Regions from separate parts of the Mus musculus genome. Here all the other regions are linked to region 2. A link is a contact called in public Hi-C data. All regions are on one chromosome and are shown on one strand. Each heading gives the region's core, a stretch centred on a gene start, on an enhancer-like site or on the middle of the called end of the contact. The rest is flanking DNA. Distances are from core to core; before and after follow the strand shown. Region 1 overlaps Atxn7 (ataxin 7). Region 2 holds the start of Slc4a7 (solute carrier family 4, sodium bicarbonate cotransporter, member 7). Region 3 overlaps Atxn7 (ataxin 7).

Region 1 (2,813 bases), core at 256-2,755, 610 kb before region 2:
TCAGCTTTCCATTCAAGGATTGCCTGAAACATGTTCTTTTTTGTCTTTGTTTTCTGTTTCAGAAAGAAGACATAGCTCATCTAGCAAGCCTGCCTTGGCTGTTCCTCACACTTCAGTATTTTCCCTCTTACCTTCTCTGTCCAAAAGCAAAGGCAGTGGTGCTGGTGGAAGCAGCCGGCCTCCCAGTGGAGGGGTCCTTTGCGCATCCTCAAGCTCCAAGTTACTCAGATTGCCCAAAGAGAAACTTCCGCTCAGGGGAAACATGAAACCCATGCATCCCGTGCAACAGATTAAAGTCCCCCACGGACGAGTGTAAGTATGGCCATGTGGGTTTGTAGGCTTCCCTTAGTTGTCAGGATGAGTCAGTCCTGTGTGAGAGCATCCAAGAATGCCTGAGTCTTTAGAGAGTTCACTTGAGGAGTTCAAGAACACTGGTAGTGCTTTTCCTTTCCCTACCTCAGGTTGGAAGCTACTTAAGTTATCACTGTTAATAAGGCTAGTAATATTTATTGATCCTTTCCTGTGTGAGTTATTGAAACTGAGCTATATCTGTCTGTGATGCCATGAATTGGCCACAGCATCCCTGTGAGTCTGCATTGTTGTCCCCTTTTTCAAACCATGGGGAAAGGAAGCCTGTGCGCAGGTGCTTTATGAGGTCTTTAAGTCGGAGAGGTCTGGGTTTGAATCCGACTTCTATTGTCTTCCTGGTGGAAGTGAGGCAGGGGTCTAAGGCATCAGGGTTTCTAAGTCACAGCAGTGAGGGGGAAAGACTAGAAGGAGTCTCATTTCCGTGGTTTCTTTGACTAGCTACTGAAGTGGGTCTGGAGCTAGGAGCTTTTTTGAGGTCACGTGGAAGAAGAGCAGTATACTGTGGTTGAAGTTTATCTTGCTTTGTCATGATATCTCGCAACCTGATGGCAAGTAGTGTTTCCTTGGCCTGCTTCCCTTTTTGGGGGAGAATATGCCGTCCATTTTATCCCCAATGTCTCATAACCTTGGTTATCTCAGAAAGCAGTCGGGTACCTGCTACTGCACAAGGACTTTGCTAACTGGGTGAGGTGAGAGGAGTTTGCAGTGACTGGGCTGTTGTAAGGCTGTTCCAGGAATAGCTCTTCAGCGCACTCTGTTCTGGTTGCTGAGCCCCCAGCCCCTGCTCATTGAGAACGAGCACAGGAAACCTGGCTTTCACTATCTGGCTTAGCTGTCTGAAAACCACAGAAACAGCAGGGCAATGTTGAAGTCACTTGGCAGTTTAACAGCTATTAGAGTACAGACTGCACTAGAGTTTGCAAGCACTTATCCAAGGATCCACTGTCGAGTGAAGCCTTAGGGTTTTGCTGACATCACTTTTACTAGGCAATATAACAGTGTCGGTAAGATAATAAGAGAAGTTGCTTTGTTAGTGGCATGGGTCTTCCTGCTTATCAACTGGTTGCCGGTTGCCTCTGTCCTATGCTGGTGTCATAGAAGCCTGTGTTGAGGGATTGGAGTGCCTAAATGGTGACACAGGATGTACTGATTCAAGGCTTACTTGTTGGCAGCAGCAGAGTGGCTTCAGGGGACATTCAGTGCGGTGTTAGGTGTCTGCATTTAAGTTCTCAGAGGGCTTCCGTGACTCATACTCTCCTTGTTTAATAATTTCTTTCATTAACATGATGGCTCTTGTGAGGGATTCTTCTGGAATTCTGTGGCATCATCTTGGTCCCTCTAGATCTCTTCATGCTTTGCTCCTTGTAGAAACTGCATTGACTGTGAGGTCTAAGTTTCAAACAGGATAAAAGAGGTCAGGTTTATACACTGGGTTTTTTGTACAAACTTGGCTCGCTGTTAACTCTGCTAGCTTTTCTTAGTGGTTCAAACAAAATGTCAAAGGCCTTCCCAGAGCCTGTGCATACTCAGGTAGATCGAGGCTCTTCTCCCATCCCTCTGGAGTAACAGGGCTCTCATTTAATGCATTCCCACTTTCCTGCAACAGCATGACGCCCTCTGTGAAGGTAGAAAAGATGCATCCGAAGATGGATGGCACACTACTGAAATCCACAGTGGGGCCAGCCTGTCCTGCTACTATGAGCTCTGCAGTCAAGCCTGGCCTTAACTGTCCCTCAATACCAAAGCCAACCTTGCCTTCACCCGGACAGATTCTGAACGGCAAAGGGCTTCCTGCAATGCCTACTCTGGAAAAGAAATCTGAAGACAGTTCTAATAACAGGAAATTTTTAAATAAGAGATTATCAGGTAACATCACACTTCTTTCTCAAAGTTTCTGTGTACAGAAGGTTGGGTGTATAGATTGGTTTTTTTTTATTAGTTATTTTCTTTATTTACATTTCAAATGTCCTCTTTCCTAGTTTCCCCTCTGAAAATCCCCTATCCCTCCCCCCTCTCCCTGCTCATCAACCCATGCTCTCCTGCTTCCTGAACCTGGCATTCCCCTATACTGGGGCATGGAACCTTTGCAGGACCAAGGGTCTCTCCTCCCATTTATGACCAACTTAAAGCTAGTTGACTTGAGCCATGGGAAGAGGTTCATTCATGGTGGACTTGTCTTGTGGTTTTAAAGAGCACACTTGCTTTTGTGTATACTCACCTTCTGTATGGAAATCTGTTCCTCATGATTTTTCTGAATATAGATACCCTTTCTCAAAATACATAAGCAAATATTGTTCTAGTTATCAGTTCTCTCCAGCGAGAATAATGTTTACTGCAATACACATTGTATTCTGGCTATAATTTGCACATCTTGAGATTCCTCTTATTTAAAAAGTACAGTATGTCCACTGCAATAATGTTTGTATGCTTCTGACAGAAAGAGA
Region 2 (2,700 bases), core at 155-2,654:
TGAGAGAGACTTCTTCCTGTCTACCCGAATCTGAGAGCAGAAGGTCTGATGGACATTTGTGAGAGAGCAAGGGACACCTTTGCAGTTCCAGACCCATGGTTTATAATGTGCTCATGAACTCCTAAAGGCCTTGTGTCCTAAATACCCAACACCATTGCATTGGGGATTAAGTTTCCAATACAGTTTTTTAGGGGACACAGTCAAATCACACACAAATATACTTTATAGTATTGTGTGGATTAAAGAGGGGCCATATTTGCAAAATGTCACTGTCTGTAATTCTAGATCTTTTCAAATGGTAGCTGTTATTAATGGAAGCACACCTGTTCTTGGACAGTCGTGTGTGAGCCTGCCCTGTACCTCTCTGGGAAATTTAGAACAAAGCCAGGAGGGGTCTGGGACCCAAAGCAGTACCCAGTACACTTTGCTATTTATTGATAATGGGTTAGGGATGAGTCTTGACCTGATGATAAGTATTTCCTTTCATAATCGAATTTAGATTTTCTCAGCTCAACCTTTTATTGTCTTTTTTTTTTTTTTTTTCTTGAGACAGGGTTTCTCTGTGTAGCCCTGGCTGTTCTGGAACTCACTCTGTAGACCAGGCTAGCCTAGAACTCAGAAATCCTCCTGCCTCTGCCTCCCAAGTGCTGGGATTAAAGGCGTGCGGCACCACTGCCCGGCTCTTTTATTGTCTTTATCAACAACCTGTTAACAATAGTGATAAGCACACCACAAGTGACACACCTTCACAGAGGGACAGAAATGTATTTAATCCTTCAATGTCCATTTGTGATGGAGACCATCACCTCCACACCCAGGTAGATAGTAGACAAGCACCCTACCTATAGGGTCGACCCAAGAGTGGGACAGGTTGTGGAACTAGGCCAGTGCAGGGAGTGCACTAGGCAAGTTGCTAAATGTATCCCCTCTTTTACAGGGTCCACGATAGAGTTACCTCTAGGAGAGAAACTTGCAGAGGCAGAGAATGAATCTGGCGTCGTCCTGTTTCTCTCCTGCTTGTAAAACACGTGGTGAGGAGCTGAATGGGGTGATGACCCCATTCCACTTCGAAAGTCTGTAGAACTTCCGATTCGAAAAACCGAGTTCCACTCTCAGCCTCGGTCAATTAAGTCTTTACAAAGAGGGGCGGGGCCTCCGGGAAACTGACCTGGGGGGCGGGGGAGGCGACAGACCCTTCCGAGCTGCTGATTGGCTGATACGAATGTCTGTCTTCTTTTGTCTCCGCCCTACCTCCAAGCCCCTTAGCCACTGGAGGCGGTCGCTCGACGCCGGACCTGGTGCCTAACAGGCAGGGGGCGTGCTCCGGGGGGGGCGTGCCGGAGCGCGCCCCGCCCCCGCCCCCGCCCCCGCCCCCCAGCCCCGCCCCCCGCCCCGCCCCCGCCCGGGCGCCGCTGCCTCCTCCGCGCCGCGTCCTCTGCCCGTCTCAGTCCTCGCGGCACGCCGTTGCCTCTCTCTCCCGGAGAACGTCCCGCGCTCGCAGCGGTCGCCGCACTCCGGGGCCAGCTCTCGGCGGCCAGCGCTCCGCACAGGGTCTCCCTCCGCGTGCCCGTCTCTGCTGCGGTCGCGGCCTCTCAGAGCTCCGGGGCGGGCCATGGAGGCAGACGGGGCCGGCGAGCAGATGAGACCGCTACTCACGCGGGTAAGGAGCGGGGAGGCCGAGGCCCGCAGACAAAGGCGGCGTCGCGGCGGGGCTGCCGGCGGCCTATGCTGGCGGCCGCGCGCCGCCGTCGCCTTTGTGTGGCGGGGGTCGCAGGGGACGGCCGGCTTCGAGCCCTCGGGGACGCCTCTCCCGAGGACGCGTGTCCGCCGCCGCAGTGCCCGGCTCTCAGACGCGCGGCTCCGGGAGCCGTGTTCTCCCGCCGCGTGGACGCTGCCGTCCTTCAGCCCAGGCTGCTGTTCCTGCCGCCGCCGCCGCCTTCAGCCTGTGGCCGGAGTCGGGACCGGCCGTCGGGGCCGGCGCTCTGTGGCGTGTTGGGTCGCAGGCCCAGGAGAAGCACCGTGAGTGCAGTGTCCTCCTCCGGGCTCCATAGAAAGAGAATGGACCGAGAGAGACCCCAGTGCTCTGCGCCGCGCGTCCCCAGTCCAGCCGATCCCGCTTTCCCAGTGCAAGCAGCCTGAGTAAGGGCGGACTTGGGACGCGCAGAAACTGGGCTCTCATTTAAACGGGGGAGGGGGCGGGGGGCACACAAGTGGCCCGTTCTCTAGAAACAGGAACGTGTATGTGCCCTACAGAAGAAACTGCTTTCTCCTTTCAGAGTCTCTGACTCAAAGGATGTGGTGGTACTAATTTTCCTACTTCCAATTTTTACTCTGACCAGTGAAATGGGAGGGAAGGTTGCAGGGATGAATTTTCCAGTCTTTTCAAAACAAGGAAAAGGACATTTTGCCGGTTTTTTTTTTTTTTTTTTTTTTTTTTTGGTAGAATTTTCCTTAAGGCTCCCTCCTCTCGTTACTTTAAAAGTTATTGTGGAGGCCGTGGGCGGTGATCATTCATTACTTCACAGTATTCAAATATAAACTCTTTAAATATAAAGGAAAACTTCGGTCTTAAGACTGTGAAGTTCTGTAGTGGTTATGGGTTTGATGGGTCACAGTGATGAAGTACTGGAAACTCCTTAGGATTCTTTTTATGGCCTTTGAATGAACCTTCAGGACCTTCTCCAAGACTATCTGTCAAAT
Region 3 (2,700 bases), core at 89-2,588, 640 kb before region 2:
CCCATCGAGTCTCGGAACTATCAAAGAACTGAATATCCCTGTGCTGTTTTCTCATGCAGAACTAGGAGTCTTGTTAGTAGGTACTTTAGTAACAGAGTGACAAAGTGCTCGTGTTCTGCACATTGCTGCTGTCTACTTAGCAGTACTGGTGCTTGTTCTCAGGTTTTTAACAGTCCCCACTACTTTTAAAGAATGGCCATGCTGCAGCTTCCACGGCCTGACATGGGCTTCCGGATTATTTTTTTGTCTTTGACCCTTTGAACAAAGCCACTCTTGGGCATATGTGTAAGTGTAGTGATAGTGCCTTGTGTGAGAGTCTCAAGAAAGGATTCTGGGTCAGAATTAGTAGTCATTGCATTGATGCTAGCTGCTACTAGATGGATTTACAAAAGGATGGAGGTTCGTTGTGTCTGTTGTTACTAGCCATACCAAATATTAATCCTATGGGGGGGGTGATGGATTTATTTTCTGAATTTCTATGTACTTTTCTAAAGTCTCTCACATTGTTTCTTATACACACGTGCACGCAGGCACACACACGAGGCAAAGAATTATTTCAAAATGAGTGACTTTAAAATACTCTAACAAGTCAAAGTAATTTTTAGTATTGTAGGGAATTTCTGTAAACATTCTGTATGGCTTTTACCTTGGGTGGGAAAGTGGAATTGTTCAATCTGGGATTCGTTCCTGCAGTGTGTAACATGGAGTGAGCGTTCAGCAAGATTAATTGCAAGGCCAAGGAAATACGTCATCATTTTTCTGGTCTCAGCATCCTCTTTTCATTTGGTGTAATTCATTATCTCTTAATACTGTTCATGTTTGTCCATCAATTGATAACGAAGCTTAGGGATCAGACAGTGGTTCACACACCTTTGTAAATCAGACCATGGGGGATAATGTATTGTCTGCCTTACATTCATGAAGTGTGTGATTTGGCCCTGAAAAGCCATCTCTTGCTAGATCAGAAGAGGTAAGGCAGAGTAAAGCTACTGTGTAGGATTAGCCCCTAAGGTGAATTATCTCATATAAACTTCGTTTCCCACCTCTCCTAATGAGCATTGCATAATAGCATAGCTCTGTTTTTTGGTGAAGCTAACCTGATTCTAACTCTAGTCTTTGAGGCCCTCAGCTGAATGAATTGCTTGGTATTTCCAAGTTTGAAAATACTTTCTTCCCCTTTCAAGTGTTCCTTGGCAGCAGCTAAGGAATGTTAAAGCTGCTTTAAGTGCCAATTAAGGCCAATTATAACCTGCCTGGCCTGCTGAGACAGTGGAGTTAGTGGAGGCCTGTGTTGTTGTACGATGAGGAACTGCCTGCAGCCAGCGATGGGAGCATAGAATTTCATAACTGCCAAGGGCTTGTTTGTTCTCAGAGCACGGGATGACTGACACTTGTGCTGTTCAGGAAATCCCGGGGTCTGTGAAGGACAGACTAGTTTATGTAGTACTGACTTACATGGTACTCTTACTCTTTGGTTTCTTCAGAAGCTGCCTGACACCTGGATTGTAATCGGTGATAGAGCAGACTTCCTGAGTTCCTGGCTGTGTACTTGGTATTGCAGTGCATGCACTGTTTAATTTACACTCTTCCTGTAGGAGGAGGCATGATGCTAGGTGAATCCAGATCCTTTCCCTTGAGTTGGAACTGTTAGACCGGTCCCTCTGGCTGCTCTGAGTGCTGGTTCCCAGGAGAGGGGGACGGCTCCGTGACTCTTAGCCACAGTGGAATGGCAATGTGTGTGTCCTTGTAACTATGGTAATGTGTGTCCTTGTAACTATGGCACTTACAGAATTTTTGGTCTGGAAGGATGTTATTTACTTTCATTAAAATCATCTTTTAGTAAGTAATTTTCATCTTTTTAGTAAGGTGCCCTAATGATTTCCATAAGAAAAGATATGTGACAATCAAAACCAAAAAGTATACAAAAAGCTTTCTGAGCACTGTTGGGAAATAATTTAAGCAATAGTAATGCTTTTCAAGAAGAGCAAAGCTAGGACTGGCCGAAACAGAATTTTCTACAGAGCACTGAGAGCATTGAGTGTTTTAAGCTTTAGTATGAACTTTAGTCTTAATTTTTGTGTTTATGTACAGCTTGTCAGTGTAAAAAATTATGTTCTCCTCAGTCTTCACTATCCCGCCTGCTTTCTCTCACATAGTAAAAGCACAAGCTCAAAGTTATTTCTCTTAGGTATGAACATGTCTGCATCCCAGCTGCCCTGAAGGCTGAAGTAGGAGGTCAGAAGTTTTAGGGCTAGCCTCATTATTAGCAAGACTGTCTCAAAATAAAGTAGGCAGTAAGCAGACTACAGGGATCTTCCCTAGCCAGGCACAGGGCCCTCAGTCCCAGAGCAGTCATAGATTGCCTGCTTTCAGGATCTTTTTTTCTTACTAGCACTGTCACCATATACAGAAGGGGACATTAGAAAGGCACACACACACACACACACACACACACACACACACACACTAAAAACACAAGTGGATAATGGCTGTTCTTAAATTGTTCATTTTTTAGATATAGTGAGATGGAAATTAAAACTACTTTGAGATAGCATTCCCTCTCCCCAGTCAGAGTGGCTATCACCAGTCAATCTCAACAGTTGGTGAAGCGTGTTTGGAGAGAAAGGGATCCTCACACACGGTTGGTGAGTGTGCAGACAGCCGTGGGGAAAGTCCGTGTGGAGATGTCTCAAAAAAAGG

What was found. A called contact is a pair of places that touch in the nucleus more often than the background predicts.
Region 1: a Hi-C map of LSK cells shows a contact between it and region 2, with 5 times the contacts expected there. The contact joins the enhancer-like site here to the promoter of Slc4a7 in region 2. A contact is called at or near these places in 3 of 39 promoter capture datasets (cranial neural crest, neutrophils and pre-B cells), 1 of 484 Hi-C or Micro-C datasets (LSK cells) and 1 of 9 other capture datasets (liver).
Region 3: a Hi-C map of CD4 T cells shows a contact between it and region 2, with 2.3 times the contacts expected there. The contact joins the enhancer-like site here to the promoter of Slc4a7 in region 2. A contact is called at or near these places in 2 of 39 promoter capture datasets (cranial neural crest and pre-B cells), 2 of 484 Hi-C or Micro-C datasets (CD4 T cells and rod photoreceptor), 1 of 115 datasets of contacts at active chromatin or transcription factors (memory CD8 T cells) and 1 of 9 other capture datasets (liver).

The regions. Positions count from the first base shown.
Region 1 is chr14:14,087,221-14,090,033 of GRCm38.p6, forward strand. Atxn7 (ataxin 7) reads left to right here. Exons shown (of 12, transcript NM_139227.4): 5 at 63-312; 6 at 1,976-2,235; 7 at 2,807-2,813. Among named protein-coding and RNA genes, the nearest start is that of Psmd6, 32 kb to the right of the region's middle. Within about 2 kb of position 1,506, at least 92 of the 459 cell types and tissues checked have an H3K27ac peak or open chromatin away from gene starts, as enhancers often do. A contact at or near this core is called in LSK cells and neutrophils, where this site is marked.
Region 2 is chr14:14,701,621-14,704,320 of GRCm38.p6, forward strand. It overlaps Slc4a7 (solute carrier family 4, sodium bicarbonate cotransporter, member 7), which reads left to right and starts at 1,405. Exons shown (of 26, transcript NM_001360504.1): 1 at 1,405-1,660. The coding sequence starts at 1,613.
Region 3 is chr14:14,063,648-14,066,347 of GRCm38.p6, forward strand. All of the region lies in intron 4 of Atxn7 (ataxin 7), which reads left to right. It also overlaps the pseudogene Gm31222. Among named protein-coding and RNA genes, the nearest start is that of Atxn7, 53 kb to the left of the region's middle. Within about 2 kb of position 1,339, at least 81 of the 459 cell types and tissues checked have an H3K27ac peak or open chromatin away from gene starts, as enhancers often do. A contact at or near this core is called in rod photoreceptor, where this site is marked.